3 separate regions of the Mus musculus genome follow, and regions 1 and 2 are each linked to region 3. A link is a contact called in public HiChIP or PLAC-seq data. All regions are on one chromosome and are shown on one strand. Each heading gives the region's core, a stretch centred on a gene start, on an enhancer-like site or on the middle of the called end of the contact. The rest is flanking DNA. Distances are from core to core; before and after follow the strand shown.

The links. HiChIP or PLAC-seq counts read pairs in DNA pulled down with a chosen protein or histone mark.
Region 1: a FOXA1 HiChIP or PLAC-seq map of pancreatic cancer cells shows a contact between it and region 3. The contact joins the enhancer-like site here to the promoter of Tpcn2 in region 3. A contact is called at or near these places in 2 of 39 promoter capture datasets (cranial neural crest and stem cell-derived epiblast-like cells), 1 of 484 Hi-C or Micro-C datasets (bone marrow-derived macrophages), 3 of 115 datasets of contacts at active chromatin or transcription factors (embryonic stem cells, pancreatic cancer cells and stem cell-derived neural progenitor cells) and 3 of 9 other capture datasets (adipose tissue, embryonic stem cells and liver).
Region 2: an HNF4G HiChIP or PLAC-seq map of pancreatic cancer cells shows a contact between it and region 3. The contact joins the enhancer-like site here to the promoter of Tpcn2 in region 3. A contact is called at or near these places in 1 of 39 promoter capture datasets (the 3T3-L1 cell line), 1 of 484 Hi-C or Micro-C datasets (bone marrow-derived macrophages), 3 of 115 datasets of contacts at active chromatin or transcription factors (embryonic hindbrain, microglia and pancreatic cancer cells) and 3 of 9 other capture datasets (adipose tissue, embryonic trunk and liver).

Annotation. Positions count from the first base shown.
Region 1 is chr7:144,962,665-144,967,209 of GRCm38.p6, forward strand. No RefSeq gene overlaps it. Among named protein-coding and RNA genes, the nearest start is that of Ccnd1, 25 kb to the left of the region's middle. Within about 2 kb of position 1,472, at least 51 of the 459 cell types and tissues checked have an H3K27ac peak or open chromatin away from gene starts, as enhancers often do. A contact at or near this core is called in bone marrow-derived macrophages and pancreatic cancer cells, where this site is marked.
Region 2 is chr7:144,992,200-144,997,063 of GRCm38.p6, forward strand. No RefSeq gene overlaps it. Among named protein-coding and RNA genes, the nearest start is that of Ccnd1, 55 kb to the left of the region's middle. Within about 2 kb of position 2,287, at least 37 of the 459 cell types and tissues checked have an H3K27ac peak or open chromatin away from gene starts, as enhancers often do. A contact at or near this core is called in pancreatic cancer cells, where this site is marked.
Region 3 is chr7:145,281,200-145,285,904 of GRCm38.p6, forward strand. It overlaps Tpcn2 (two pore segment channel 2), which reads right to left and starts at 2,812. Exons shown (of 25, transcript NM_146206.5): 1 at 2,652-2,812. The coding sequence starts at 2,712.

The DNA of each region.
Region 1 (4,545 bases), core at 222-2,721, 320 kb before region 3:
TGCAGATAAGTCAGCAGTATTTAAGAGTGCTTGCTGTTCTTCCAAAGGACGGGAGTTGGGTTCTGACGTACAATTCTGGCCACTCACAATTGCCTGAAACACCAGCTCCAGGGGATCCCACACTCTGGTCTCTGAGGGCACCTCTGCTCATGTGCACACACCCATACACTCGTATACACAATCACAAATAAGATAAATCATTGAACAATTTATCTAAAGTTTTTGTCAAGTTTGGAGATCAATGTTGCACTTTGTTTATAAAATTATCTTACTTTTTTGCCAGGATAGGGGAGATGGCTCAACTGGTAAAGGTGTTTGCCACCTAACCTAAGACCCCACATTCTATCCCTGGAATCCACATGGTGGAAGGAGAGAATCAGCCCACACAACTTGCCCTCTGACCGCCACACATCACAGCACATGGTCCAACCCCCTCCCCATAAATAAAATAAAAAAATATTCTTTTGTCTCATCTATGCCTGAAAGAGCTTTGAACGGGAAATGAGAACTATTTAAAGCAGTGTCTGTGGATCCCTCTGGGCTTGGAGGGCAACGAAGGTGTTTTTAATCCCCTCACATTCTCTCTCTTTCTCTCTCTCTCTCTCTCTCTCTCTCTCTCTCTCTCACACACACACACACACACACATACACACACACACACACAGACACACACACAAACACACACACAGACACACTCCAAATCTTCTTTGAACTCTGTAGCAGAGGCTGGCTTTGAACCCCTGATTCCCCTTCCTCAATCTACCAATGGCTGGGACTGCAGGTGTGTGCCACCACACCCAGCTTTAAACTTTACTGTTAGGAAGAGTGTGGGGATAAATACCCATCCTTTCTTCCTTTACGCCCTTGTTCATTTTGTTTTTTTATGAGCTTATCTCTTTGTAAGTAACTGTTATCACAGAGGGTCTGAGATTTAGACTCTGATCAGCCTATCCACCTGGTCTCCACCCCTCCTGCTGAGCCCATATAAGTTCTTGCTAGCCATCAGTGATACCAATGATGCCAACTTTTTATGTCTTTGCCAATCTGATAGATAAATCAAAACCAAAAGCAAAAGTCCTTGGGACATTTCAATTTGTGTTCTTTAATTAGTGCTGAAGTTGCTCTCTCTCTCCATATATGTGTGTGTGTGTGTGTGTGTATGTGTGAGTGTGTGTATAAGTTAATATATTATTTTTCAATATATTATTACATAATATATTGTTATAACATAACCTTTTGTCATGCTTTTCAAGAGCTCTTTATATATTACAGATCCTTAAATATCTCACTGGTCAGCTAAAATCTCTCTAGCATGTAGAACTTGTTACAGAATTTTTTTTTTTAAATTTCACAGTATGCAAGTTTACTGTACTGGGCAGAGGCCAAAGTGAGGATGATTCAGTCTTGGGTCATGCGAAGAACTTGAACATGCCCTTTGAATATCCAGAGCTAACTTGAGAATTTGACTCAGCTCTTCAGTGTTCCAGTTTCAACAAGCTCTTCATAGGAAATGAGGGGGAAAAGAGGCTGGGACTGTGAGAACTCCTATCAGCTGAAAACTTACTAGAGACACAAGGAACCCTGCAGGTTAAAATTCATTTCCTGAGCAGCTGCTGGGGAAGCCAGAGTCTTTCTCAGGTTGTTTGGGCCTTGCACCATTGTTGGTTGGGTTCCTCCATGAAGGGTTGGTTGGTCCCTCCACGAAGGGAGGGAGATGTCTGCACTGTTTTGAGTCTCAGGATCCCTTTCCTATCCAGCTGTGGTTTTGCCACTTTGAGGGGCCCTGGGAGGAAACTGTGAACTTGTCATCTGGAGATCAAGCCTTTTTGTAAGACTTCTGTTAGCTCCCAACCCTGGGTGAGGCCAGGTCTCGGAGGGCCTTGTGCCAACCCAGCCTGATAGCCACAGGGAGGGGCAAGGCGGGTCCTCTCATGTGGAATCACCCATACATAGTTTGGCAAGCAGTTTTTTGAAACAAAGCAAACTATCAGGCCAAAGGTTTCAGACCCATAAAATAGAGCCTGGTGGTGTCTCGGAGGATGAGAGGGGTTGGCAGGCCCTGCCTCCCATCACTGAAAGTCTATTCCGAGAAGACAAAGATGGCAGGCCTGTGTAGGTGCCATTAAAATGGACCTTCCTTGTGTCATGGCCTGAAGCCTGCTAGGAAATGCTCTTGTGGGGCTGAGGAGGAGGCTAGGGGGGAACCACAGCAGTAGAGATAGCTGTGTCAGGAGGTCACAGAAAGAAGGGAGTCTGGGAAATCTCAGCCCAAAGCCCTGGTAATATCCAGACAGCCACTGCCACCCCCATGGTGACCAGTATGAGCTGTGAGGAAGCCACCAAGGATATAAGATAATGATTCAGAGGGCTCCCTGGGGGTCAGGCACTGAGGGACACAGAGGGCATGTGAACCAGCCTGCTGGGGGGTCAGGGAAATAGCACAGGATCCCAGTGGGAAGGAGAAGGTGCGCTGAGAGGACTGGACGTCGAACAGGGTCTATGACATCCAGGGACAGGGCACAGGGCCGATGTCCAGGATGGAAGCCAGGGGCTCTCTGTGGTGGCGGTGAGACTCTTCAGGCCGGGGAAAGGACTCACACTGCAGCGAGAAAACGCTTTGACTCCTAAGCAGAGAGTGAGGTTTGGGAACCCCTAGTGATGGGCAGCAGGGGTTGGGAACTCTCCAGACAGTGCCCCAACCCCCATCCAGGCCGCAGGCCAGGCTTCTCCCATGCAAGCCAGGGCTGTATCATGATCTACCTTGTGTAGCATGTGCTGGGGGTTGACATCAGGGAATGGAGTGGTGGAGGTGTGTGTCATGTGAGTGTGTGATTGAGTGTCCACCCAGAGATGACAAATGGCCACCATCAGTTACAGTATTTGACTTCCTCTCATAGAAGCACAGGACCCTGTCTCCGCTCCATTCTAGAGTTCATGTGTGTTCTATTGGGGGAATTGAATCCAGGAACTGGCACATGCCTGTCTGCTCAATGATGTTGAACTTTGACTCTGTGTACATTATCTTATTATATGAGTATTATGGCACAGGATCTCATATACCCCAGGCTGGCTTCAAACTTTTTATGTATCCAAGGATGACTTTGAACTTCCAACTCTCCTTGCTCTACTCTCCTAGTGCTGGGAGGCACTGCCATGTCTTGCATAGCCCCGGGGACTGACACTAGGCACCAAGGGGTATGAAGAGAGAACAAACACAGGGACCTGGGAGCCCTTGGTCAGGGCTCTCAGATGAGGAGGCTGGGGCACCTGGAAGCTCAGTGCATTTATTTTGTACGGTTGAAGGAGAAGGTGGGGTTATCACATACAGAAGAACGAGAAGGCAAGGTTATTCTATACAGGTGAACAAGAAGGCTGCTTTAGCTTATCTTGGGAGGAACAGTCTTCAGGCTGTAAACGTGGGGTGGGGAGGAAGCTGGAGTGGACATTTCCAGCACACACACATGGACTGGGGCACTGGGGTGTGACAATGCTGAGGTCTTCGTGAATGCCTGGAAAGAACTCTACTAATTGAACTACATTCCCAGCTTTGTCGTCATCATCATGGCTATTCTTGGTTGTCAACTTGACTACATCTGGAATTAACTTAAACTCCAAAATGGAGGGCACACTGCAAGGGATTTCTGCTTAATTTGAAGTAGGAAGATTCACTTCTGATCTGGATCTTTGAGGTGGGAAGGCACATCTTTAATTCAGATCTTTAATGCACTTCTAATCTGGGCCACAGCTTCTGCTGAGAGCCTATATAAGGAGATGAAAGAAGGAAGCTTTTGCTCTTTGTTTGCTTGCTTGCCCGTCCCTTGCTTGCAAGTCCATTCCTTCAGTTCATTACAGACACTTCTTTGGGATTCCAGCTTATACTGCAGACCAATAGAGGCATCCAGCATCATGGACTCAGCAACTGTTAGATTCCTGGACTTCCTGTTCGTAGACAGCCATTGCTGGATTAGCTGGACCATTGCCTGTAAGTCATTTGAATAGATTATCTATCTATCTATCTATCTATCTATCTATCTATCTATCTATCTATCTATCATCTATCTATTTATCTATCTGCCTATCTACCTATCTATGTTCATTCTATAAGTTCTGTTACTTTAGAGAATCCTGGCTAATACAGTCATCTTCATCATCATCATCACTGGAGTGCTGGTGATGGACCCTAGGGCCTTTTTGAGCAAGTGAGCTATCCCAGGCAAGAATATTATTCTTAAGACTGGAAACAATGCCTTGCTGATGGAGTGTTTGCTGGCTATCTCACTCTGATATGTTGAAAATTTAAAAAAAAAAAGCAAAAAACAAACAAACAAAAAAACCCAACATCTTTTCTCTCTTAGGGGCTGCTCCTCCCATGGTGTCCATAGGAGGTGAGTTCTTAGACACCACCATACCACCACCACCAGAAAACCAAATACCTAGTGTGCAAGCTTATTATAAGTCATTTCTGAATAACATTTTTTTTTTCTTTTTGGTCTCGCTATGTGACCCTGGCTATCCTGAACTCCACCATACCAAGCAACTGATGTG
Region 2 (4,864 bases), core at 1,037-3,536, 290 kb before region 3:
GTGGTTTTTGTATAGCAATAGAAAAGCAACTAATTCTGTCAGCTAAGTTTTCTAATTAGTGACAAGTGCAGAGGTTTTCATGGCCATGTATGTGACCCTGGCTCCTTCCCCCAGTAGGTACAAGTGGGTATCCCCTCTCCAGCAGCTGCAGCTGCCAACATGCGGGGGGGGGGCACCTGTAAGGGCTACTTGGATGGCAAGTGATATTTCAGGTTATAAAGTGGAACCCTGTTTGTGTGTGCTGCTGCACTTGGGGATGCTGGGCCAGGCCTAGGAGGCAGTGGCTACATGGACAGCGGGAGAGCCTCTCTGCTGGGTGGGTCATCATGCTTTGGCAGTTCTCGGACCACTCAGATGTAATGGTAGTCTTTCTCATTGGCAGAATGAACTACACTCTGGAAAAGTCCCCGGGTTCCGGTGCTTTCCAAATTCGTAGGGGATTTTGGAATGCACGGGAATCAGGCCCATCTTGGCTCAATACCATGTCCAGCAGCCAGGGTTGAGTGTTCTTTGGGTCAATGGATATGTGTACCAATCTGTACCTCTCTTGCACATAGAGGAAGATCCTGGAGCCCTGGCTTTGCTGGGTGATCAGGAATCCCCTTATTTATTTGGTTGAGGACATGACTCAAGTAGGGCCTAGGGTCTTCCACACCCCTCAAATCTAATGCATGCACCTAATGCTTATAACTATACACTCCTCCTTGCCTGTGTGTATCTTTGTATGTATGTTTATACCTGTGCATGCATAGTCAGAGGTCAGTCTCGGGTGTCTTCCTCATTTTCTGAGACCAGGTCTCTCTCGGATCCTAGGTCTCACCTATTCAGTTTGACTCTCTGCACAGTGAGCCCCAGGAACCCACTTACCTCCGACTCCCCAGCAATGGGATAGCAGGTGCACATTGCTCTGCCTGCCTTTCATGTGGGTGTTGGGCATCCAAATTCGGGACCTCATGCTTGTGTAGGAATCAATTACCAACTAAGCCCCTCCCCAGCTCAATGCCCTCCTTCTCCATCCATTTCCTCTTGCTTATCTTTATTCTTTCAGTCACCCTTTCACTCACTACTCAAGGGCTCACAGTGTGCATGCTGCTCTTCTGGCTAGGGCGTGTGGGATTTCTAGGTTTTGATGAAGGTGTGACTCAGAGGCGAGGGGAACCATAGGCTGCTGCCCAGATGGAACAGAGTGGGCCTGGGCCTCCTCTAGCTATGTCTGCATTAGTACCACCTAGATGGCATCTTGGGACTGAGACTCCAAGCCTGCATGGGGAGTTTCATTTGGCCTGGGGCCTCAATTGCCTCTGCCCAGTCAAAGCAGCCTGCCTGTTATGAAGCTGTTCCAACCTCATTGTTCTGTGGGGAAAGATGGCTGCCCCATGGTCTCCCTTCTGGGACAGTTGCTATCTAGAGGCAGGGTCTAGCCTCTGGAGTTGGGATCCTCGTCATCTATGGGATGGCCCTCCTCTGAAGCTCTGCCCCGCAGTCTGGTTGGCTGGCACTGTTCTACAGTGTGTAGTGGGGCCTGCACAATAGCTTCCCTCTCTCGTTGCCAGCCTGGCCTGTGAACAGGGCTCTGTTGATGCCTGGCTGCTCTCACTCCCAAAGAATTCAAAAAATGGTCCCATGTGTGAATGTGCATCCTGAGACTGTTGGGCAACTGCCTAGAGTGGGGTCTTGGAAGGCAGAGAGTGCCACCGCTGGTCACTGGGCTGTCACATTCATAGGAATCTGGACTGGGCTTGATGATGGTGGTGGCAAGAGTCAAGGGGATGTGAAGAAAACTCAGGCCATTAGCTCCCTGATGGCTGCCTGACATCATGATTGGTTGGACAGAGATGCTACCCTACCAGGCCAAGTAGATCGTCTCCCTAAGCCTCACTATGGAAGCAGAGTCAGGAGGGCTCCTGTACAGCACATTTTATTTTTTTTCAAAGATCTTGGCCTCAGCTTGGCCAGGGCCACTGAGCTGCACAGGAAGGTCCCTCTGCTTCCCAACCTTTGCATGTACATGCTGCTATGGTAAAGTCAAAGCTTGAGCATTTAGAGCTATAGGACTGTCCTGGGCTCCGGACAGTGTGTGGGCATGTTTCAGCTTTTGCCATCCAGAGCTATCAATAGTCCTGTCATGTACCCCAGGGAATGATAGTCACCCAGTATGAAGTGCTGTGTCCTGGGAGCCCAGAGAGGTTGCACAATGCCCTGCCACAGGTATAATGCAAGGCCCACATATTATATCCTGTTGGTTGGATTAGTGTCAATGAGCAAGGACCACAGTGACTCATGCTCGGCTGGGTGGCTCTTCCTGTGCCGGTTCTGGGATGCTGAATTGCCCCAGGCTCAGTAAGAACTCCTGAGCACTGTGCAGAGAGCCATACAGGGGCGACCTCAGGCTGAGTCTCATAGGCCTCTCTCTATAAAACCCTGGTCCAGGGCTTTGTGCTGGATCCTGACACAGAGGGGACTGATGATGGCAGATCCTGGTGTCCAGCCGAGGCCACACATGAGGGACAGACAGAAACACCAGACAAATGCAAGTCACCTGCTGTTCTCTGCCATCTTCCCAAGACCAAGGGACTCTGACTGCAGAGTGTAATGTCCTGTGGAGCTCAGGAAGTTTGTCACACATAGGACTCCATCAGAGAGAATGCAAGCCCAGGTGGCTGCCACTCAGATGGGCCCAAGCCATCTGGCACAGATAGAGCCAGAACCGAGTGCCCCCTCCTAGCGTTAGGGGTATGTAGAACTCTTACTATGAAGCTCTCTGAAGTGGCAAGTGGCCTGAAGGGACCCAGGAACTGTAGGAAATATTTTCACAAGTATCTGCAGAGAAAGGCCCTCAGACCTGATACTGAGCCACTGTTGGTGGGCTGAGGGTCCTTCCCCTCTTCAATTAGGGTTGACTACTTTCCCTTTATTGGTCCTATTCTACTTCATATTTCCATGCCCACATTTAGCCTGTCAGCGTTCAGATGATGCTAGCTGGTGTCCTGTAATTTTGACCTTTAGGACTCTAGGGTACCTGTCTGATGGGGAGCTAGCTTGAGGCAGTCTCCAGTGTTACCATGACTACAGGCCGATGGCAAGCCACTCTTTGGCTGCAGATGGGAATTGGTTCCATTGGTTTCCTTAGCCAGCCATAGAAGCCTGAGGTAGCTGTAGTCCTCCTCAGAGCTGCAGATCCACCTAGAAGAGATGATCCCCGGTTGGCATCCCAGAGGCAGGGAGGGCTTTGAGCTGACACTTGGCAGCACTGTATGGGCTCTCAGCTGGCATCACACCCCGTGGCTGAGAGTTCACACTCTCATCCAAACCCTGCACAGCCTTCAGTTTGAAGTTGTGTTGTCCCAATTCTGAATTGACAAATAAAGTGCCTCCCGTCCACACAGTCCATCTGGGAGGAAATCAGGACTAGTACCCAGGTGGGGGGACTTGAGACCATCTCTACCTTACCATCATTCTCGAATGTCCCCTTGCTGACCCGCCTTCCCTCCAGACATGCCTGCAACTATGGACAGCCACAATGTTGGCTTGTTCAACATGTCTCAAAGTTTCTGGCCATAGCACCTTGCAGGTGGGCTTGTTTAAGTTCAGTGACTCTCACTGAACCTCTATGTTTAGAAGTAGATGCCTGCCACCAGCCATTACTAACAAGAGTCACGGACTATCTATCAGGACTAAGATTCAAACTCTTGGGAGTGGAGGGGATGCTTAGACCTAAAGATAAGAAGGAGGGGGATTCTTCATGGGAATGACCCCATCTCAAGGAGGTGGAAAGGAACAGAGGGTTCTGGAGCCTGCTATGCCGGAAGCCTCCGTGAGAGGTGTATCCTCTAGGCCCTAGGCAATTTGAGCCGGCTCTGACACTTGAAGCCAGATCCTAGTAGTGTCTGGATTTTCCTCTACCTCCGTCCCCCAATGCCCCCTCCTCCACAGAGGCACTTACACACTGGTGCTGGCAAGGAGGACAAAGATGCCAAGCCTGGGGCTTGAGCTCACATCCTTCCTGCCTCGGTTTCCTCTGTTAACTGATGGGCCCTGAGGTCAGCAGGAGCCATCTTCTCTCCTGCTGCAAATATGTTTGGGTTCTCTGGAGACCCAGGGATGCCTGGTGGTGGCACAGTACATGGCTCGCTGGCATTGCAAGCACTAACCTTGTAAGATAGGCAGAGACACCCTGGTGGGTGGCAAAGGTCCCAGCCAGTTTCACAGGGAACAAGACTGTGGTGTTTACCCCCTAAGCACCCCCCTTTCCGTGTGTGTGTATGTGTGTGTGACTCTGAGGGTCCAGCAGGCATGGTAGAGTGAGCATACTGCTCACTTCCTTAGTCTGGGCTATGTGGGGCAGGCCTGTGTAGGGTCATGGCTTCCAGCATCTGTGGCCATTAGGATCTTTGGCTACGCTCCACAGACATAACACAGGCCAGGTCACCCTTCTTCATGCTAGCAGAGGTGGCAGCATTCTGTGTTCTGTGCTGGAGGAGGGGATCCCAGGTGCTCCCCAGGTGCTCCCCAGGTGACATAATCTCAGCAGACAATGGTGCCTTCTATTACCTGGCTCTTTTGCAGCGCAAAACATAGGGTAGTTGCCCCTCAGTCACCTCCTGTGAAGGTTTATCTCTGAATACACTTCACTTGCTGCTGGTCCCTGGGACACTCTGTCAGGGTTGTCCTATGTCCCTGCAAGCTGAGGGCCCCTGTCCAAGTGGGGCTGGCTGCCTGTTCTCCAGAGCTTAGGAAAGCTGAATAGCTGCTCTCCATCTTCCTGTGTATCTGACTGGTCTGGGGTTGGGCCCCTCTTGAGCAAAACAGCCAGCCTCCAAGGGACAGGGAGGATGGGGAAGGAGGGGAAGCTGCCACACCTCAC
Region 3 (4,705 bases), core at 1,562-4,061:
TCTGCCTCTGGAGAGCCACCTGCTCCAGTTCTTGGGGTTCATGGACCAGAGGCAGTACACCACAAAGGATGACAGAGTTGCACCTAGCCAAGCTACAACACCTTATCAACCAGGACCTCAGATTCTCCACTTGTATGCCCATAAGGGTTATCCTAAAGACACCCTAAATGTTTCTAAGACAGTCTCTGAGGGTTGTGGGTGTGGGCACTCCCGAAGGTTTCCTGGGATGGCCATTACCAGGAAGCCATACTGCTGTGTTTCCCAGCATGGCAGAACTGAAAACCAACTGGCCCATTGAGAAAGGCTGCTGAGGGCAGCCTGAGAGAGCCTGGAAGCCTAGCCATGCCCTAGAGAAGGCAGACTGGGTGTGGAGCGATGACACAAAAGCTCCTCCCATCTAGCCTCTGGCTGCTAGTGTGTAAAATTCTGAAGAAGGCCCCTCCCACTCATACCTCAGCATCCATCGCACCCGGCAGTAGCCAGAAGGGTCTTGTCCCAATCTCTAGGGAGCATGTCATGGGTTTCTGGGGGTCCCCAATGCTCAGAGTCCACATTACACCCCATCCTGCCACTTGGTAACTCATTCTGCCCACCCACTCCTGCTGTTTCGCCACACTACCCCAGCCACACCCACACATTCTGAACTTGACCCAGCGGAGCGAGGCCTAGCTCTCCCGAGCCTGTAAGCCCTTGATCAAGTTGTCTACCAGAAAACTTTCCCAACTTGAGAGTCCAGACTCCCTCCAGGGCTACTGCCCCTGAGCTCATCACTCTAGGTGGCAATGACACCTATAACCCCAAACATCAGAGCCAGGGGACTTCTGCTGCACGCATTGGGTCAGAATGAGGCAAAGTAAGGGAAAGTAACAGGGGCTCAGACACTGTCCTCCCATGATACCCTCTATTCCCTGTCAGCCAGGTCTAGACCTGCTCTGCCCCCCTCTCTCTCTACACACAGCCATTCTAGTTTCAGCAGAGAGGGAGGAGTGGGTGGACATGTGGTCACCTCAGTGTCTAGCTTCCTCGTCCCTATCCAGCATGCTGTGTGACCTTGCACAAGTCCTTCACCTTTCTGCACAGGTTCCTCCCCGATTTTCCCATCAGTACCCACAGATGACGGTCCTCCACTTTGCAGTTAGCCCACAAAGCCTATAAACAGCCTCCCCCTCTTTTACAGCAGTCAGGAACAAGATAAAAACCACTCTGTGAAACCTTTGACAGGGGCCAGTCAGGTGGGCCTGGTTTAGCAGGACACATCTGTAGGGACCCCTGGGATCCTTGGGAAGGCAGGCCTGCAGCAATATCTACCCCCTCTGAGAGTTTGACCACAGGTCAGCCAAACTCAGAGCGGAGATTCTCACCCACTGGATGCTGACCTGGAGACTGAAAGGTTCATTCTCATAGACAGCCCAGTCTAGGAGATGCAAATACAGAGTGTTGTCTGGGTTCTCAACAGCCCTACCCAAAACCACAGTGTTTGGAAAAAGACCCTCCAGAGTTTCTCATCCAACACTGCCCAGCCTTCCCAGAGAGTGAGTCTCTTGTGTGACAATGCCCAGCATTGAGTCTTGCCTCCACAGAGAAAGCTAAACCTGTCGCTTGTCCACTCTGCAGGGACAAGGCTTAGAAGCAGCATGGCACTGCTATCATGGACATCTGTTAAGACCCACGCACTGGATGCCACAAAATCTCTCTTTGGATCCTCAAAATGTGTCCCCTACCCCACCAGTCTGTTACTACCCCTTGTATTGAAACTCCAGCTAAGTAACCCGACGAAGACCCACACTCAGCAACTGGCAGCCCCAGAAAGGTTCCAGATGCCTAACACCAAGTATGTGTCCCCTGAACCATATGCCCTGTCCCTGACGAGTGGTTTCAGCAGAGAGGGAGGAGTAGGTGGACATGTGGTCACCTCAGTGTCTAGCTTCCTCGTCTCCTATTACGGACCCTATGTCCTCACTCTTCAGTGAAAAGGCACGGGCTATGGGTAGACAGGGGCCAGTGTGCCAACCCAGTCTGCTCCCAAACAGGGAGGAAAGGAAGTTCAGAAAGGGAAGTTTGAATGACCAGGCCACCAGCACACACAGGGCAGTGACCACACCAGAAGGCAGGGCTGTGACCTTAGGTAGGTCAGAGGTGAGGAGGGCACAACTCACTCTGTCTCTCTCTCCCTCTTCCCCTCTCCCCCTCCCCTCTCTCTGCCTAGGTTTGCTCATCTGGAAAATGAGAAGAATATCCTCCTGCCTGTCAGCCAGCATCCTCTGGAGATGACTGGGAGGCTAACTCCACTCTCCCTGGGCTCAGCAATGTCCCTGACCAAGGAAGGGAAAAGGAAAGAAGGCTCCGAAGCACTTAAGAAAACAAGGAAGGAAGTCTCCCTGGCCTTAGGTTACCAGCTTCAGCCCTTAGCAGCCAAAGCAGTGCTCCAAAGTCGCTCTCAGAGGATGTTCGGCCACTCACTGCCTGGGGACCATGGGCTGGAGCACGCTTTTCTCCCTAATGAGGAAGAAGCTAGAGTGGTGCTGTAACCCCAACACTTGGAAGGCCAAATCAAGAGGATCTGGAGTTCAAGGTCAGCCTGGCTACTTGAGACCCTGTCTCAAAAAGTAAGGAAAAAAGAAAAGTAAAACTGAAAGTGACACCTCACTCACCGGAGTGGACCTGGCCACTGCCTCGGTCCCGGCCCAGAAGGGGCTGCTCTTCTGCCGCCATCCCACCAATGTAACAGGCCGGACCTGGTCCCAGCCGCGAGAGCCAGGCGTTCCGGAGGAGGAGCTCTGTGATGACTCCCAGCAACAGCCAATGAGAACGGAGAAATCCCTCTGGAAGGCGGAAGCAACAAGCCCCTCCCCCAATGGGTGGCGCTCCGCTTCTCTGCAGCACCTAGTGGCAGAAGGCAAAGAAGCTAAGGCTATCAAGGAAGTTTTTCAATCAATGCAAATGACTACTATTCCGTCCCAGCTCTAGGAATGTCAGAAGGAATCTCTTCTTGTGAGAGAGTGGGTGAGTGAGTGAGTGAGTGAGTGAGTGAGTGAGTGAGTGAGTGAGTGAGTGAGTGAGTGAATAACTGACTGAGTGAATGAATGAATAACTGACTGATTGATTGAGGGACTTACTGACTGACTGACTGACTTAGTGACTGTCTGAGTGACTGACTGAATGTGTAACTGACTGACTGAGTTTGCTTGCTTGCTTGCTTGCTTGCTTGCTTTTTATTTCCAGAGCCTTATAAGACGCCAGGCAAGCTCTCAACCCCTGCTACACCCAAAGCCCAGAAGTGTTTAAGCAAGCATTTTGTGTGACTCAAAGCCCAGAAGTGTTTAAGCAAGCATTTTGCGTGACTCTGACGCATGTGAGTACTGTGAACAAGGGAGTGACCACAGAGGTCATGCCCCACAAAAATGAATCTTGAATTTCTCCAGAAATTAAACAAACTAAAGCTTGAAACTGGGTATGTTGATGCACAGACATGGAATCCCAGTACTACAGGTAGCAGAGACCTGAGGATTGATGTCAGTCTGGGAACAGCCTACTACTAGTTAATTCCAGGAGAAGGAGAGAGAGAGAGAGAGAGAGAGAGAGAGAGAGAGAGAGAGAGAGAGAGAGAGAGAGAGAGAGAGAGAGAGAGAGAGAGAGAGCTGTAATCTGTTGCCTGGAGATCAGAAGTCCAAAGATAGGACTATCTCTTGAGGCCTCAGAAGGCTGAAATCAGAGTATGGTCACTCTACTGGGATCTTTTTAATTTTTTCTTTTATTATTATTGTTGTTGTTATGTGTGTATACGTATGTGTTCATGTGTATGTGCGTGTCTGTGTATATATACAAGTGCAGGCAGGTTCAGACATACCACATAGTACTTGAAGGTCAGAGGACAACTTTCAGGAGTCGGTTCCAGGGACTGAACTCAGGTTTTCAGATTTACATGACAAATACATTTCACCATTGAACCCTGTCTTCAGCCACATTGTGAGATATTCTTCAGAGATGGAGGAAAAAACCCACCGTGGACCCATCAAGGAGACAGGCTGAGTTAATTTTCTTGAAGCTTGGCCTGAGATCCATGCTTCCTCACTTGCTAGGCGTGCCTGGGGTGCCTGAGACGGTTCCCAGCTCCTGGGATCACTATATCCCTCCCCCCCCACCCCCATTTCACAGCTGGCAAGCACAGATTGGATGCTCAGATTCCAAATGCACCACCTCCACATTTGACGCAAGACTTCCTGCTCTCTGACTCTCCTTTGCCCATCTCTACAGGTTTGTCCCCTGGGGAAGGCAGTTAAGGCACATATATCAGCCGGGTGGTGCTGGCTCAGAGCCTTTAATCCCAGGACTCAGGAGGCAGAGGCAGACAGATCTCTAAAAGTTTGAGCCTTGTCTAGAGTTCTAAGACAGCATGGGCTACACACAGAGAAACCCTGTTTGGAAAAACAAAAGGCAACCAAACAAAAAGCCACCACCTAAGACCTAAGGCTTACCGTGTTCAAGGCCAGCACAGCAGGGTGGAGCCACTCACAGTTCTGTACTGAGGTTACTCCTTGTCTCACGCCCCATTCATCTGGAGATACTAAAACTAGGTACGCTGTTTTCAAACTGACAATAGTTTACAGTTCTATAGTATTTATTTATCTATCTATTTATTTATTTCAAACTTTATGTTCTGTGTCTGAGTATTTTGTCGGCATGCGTGTGCATCATGTGCCTAGTG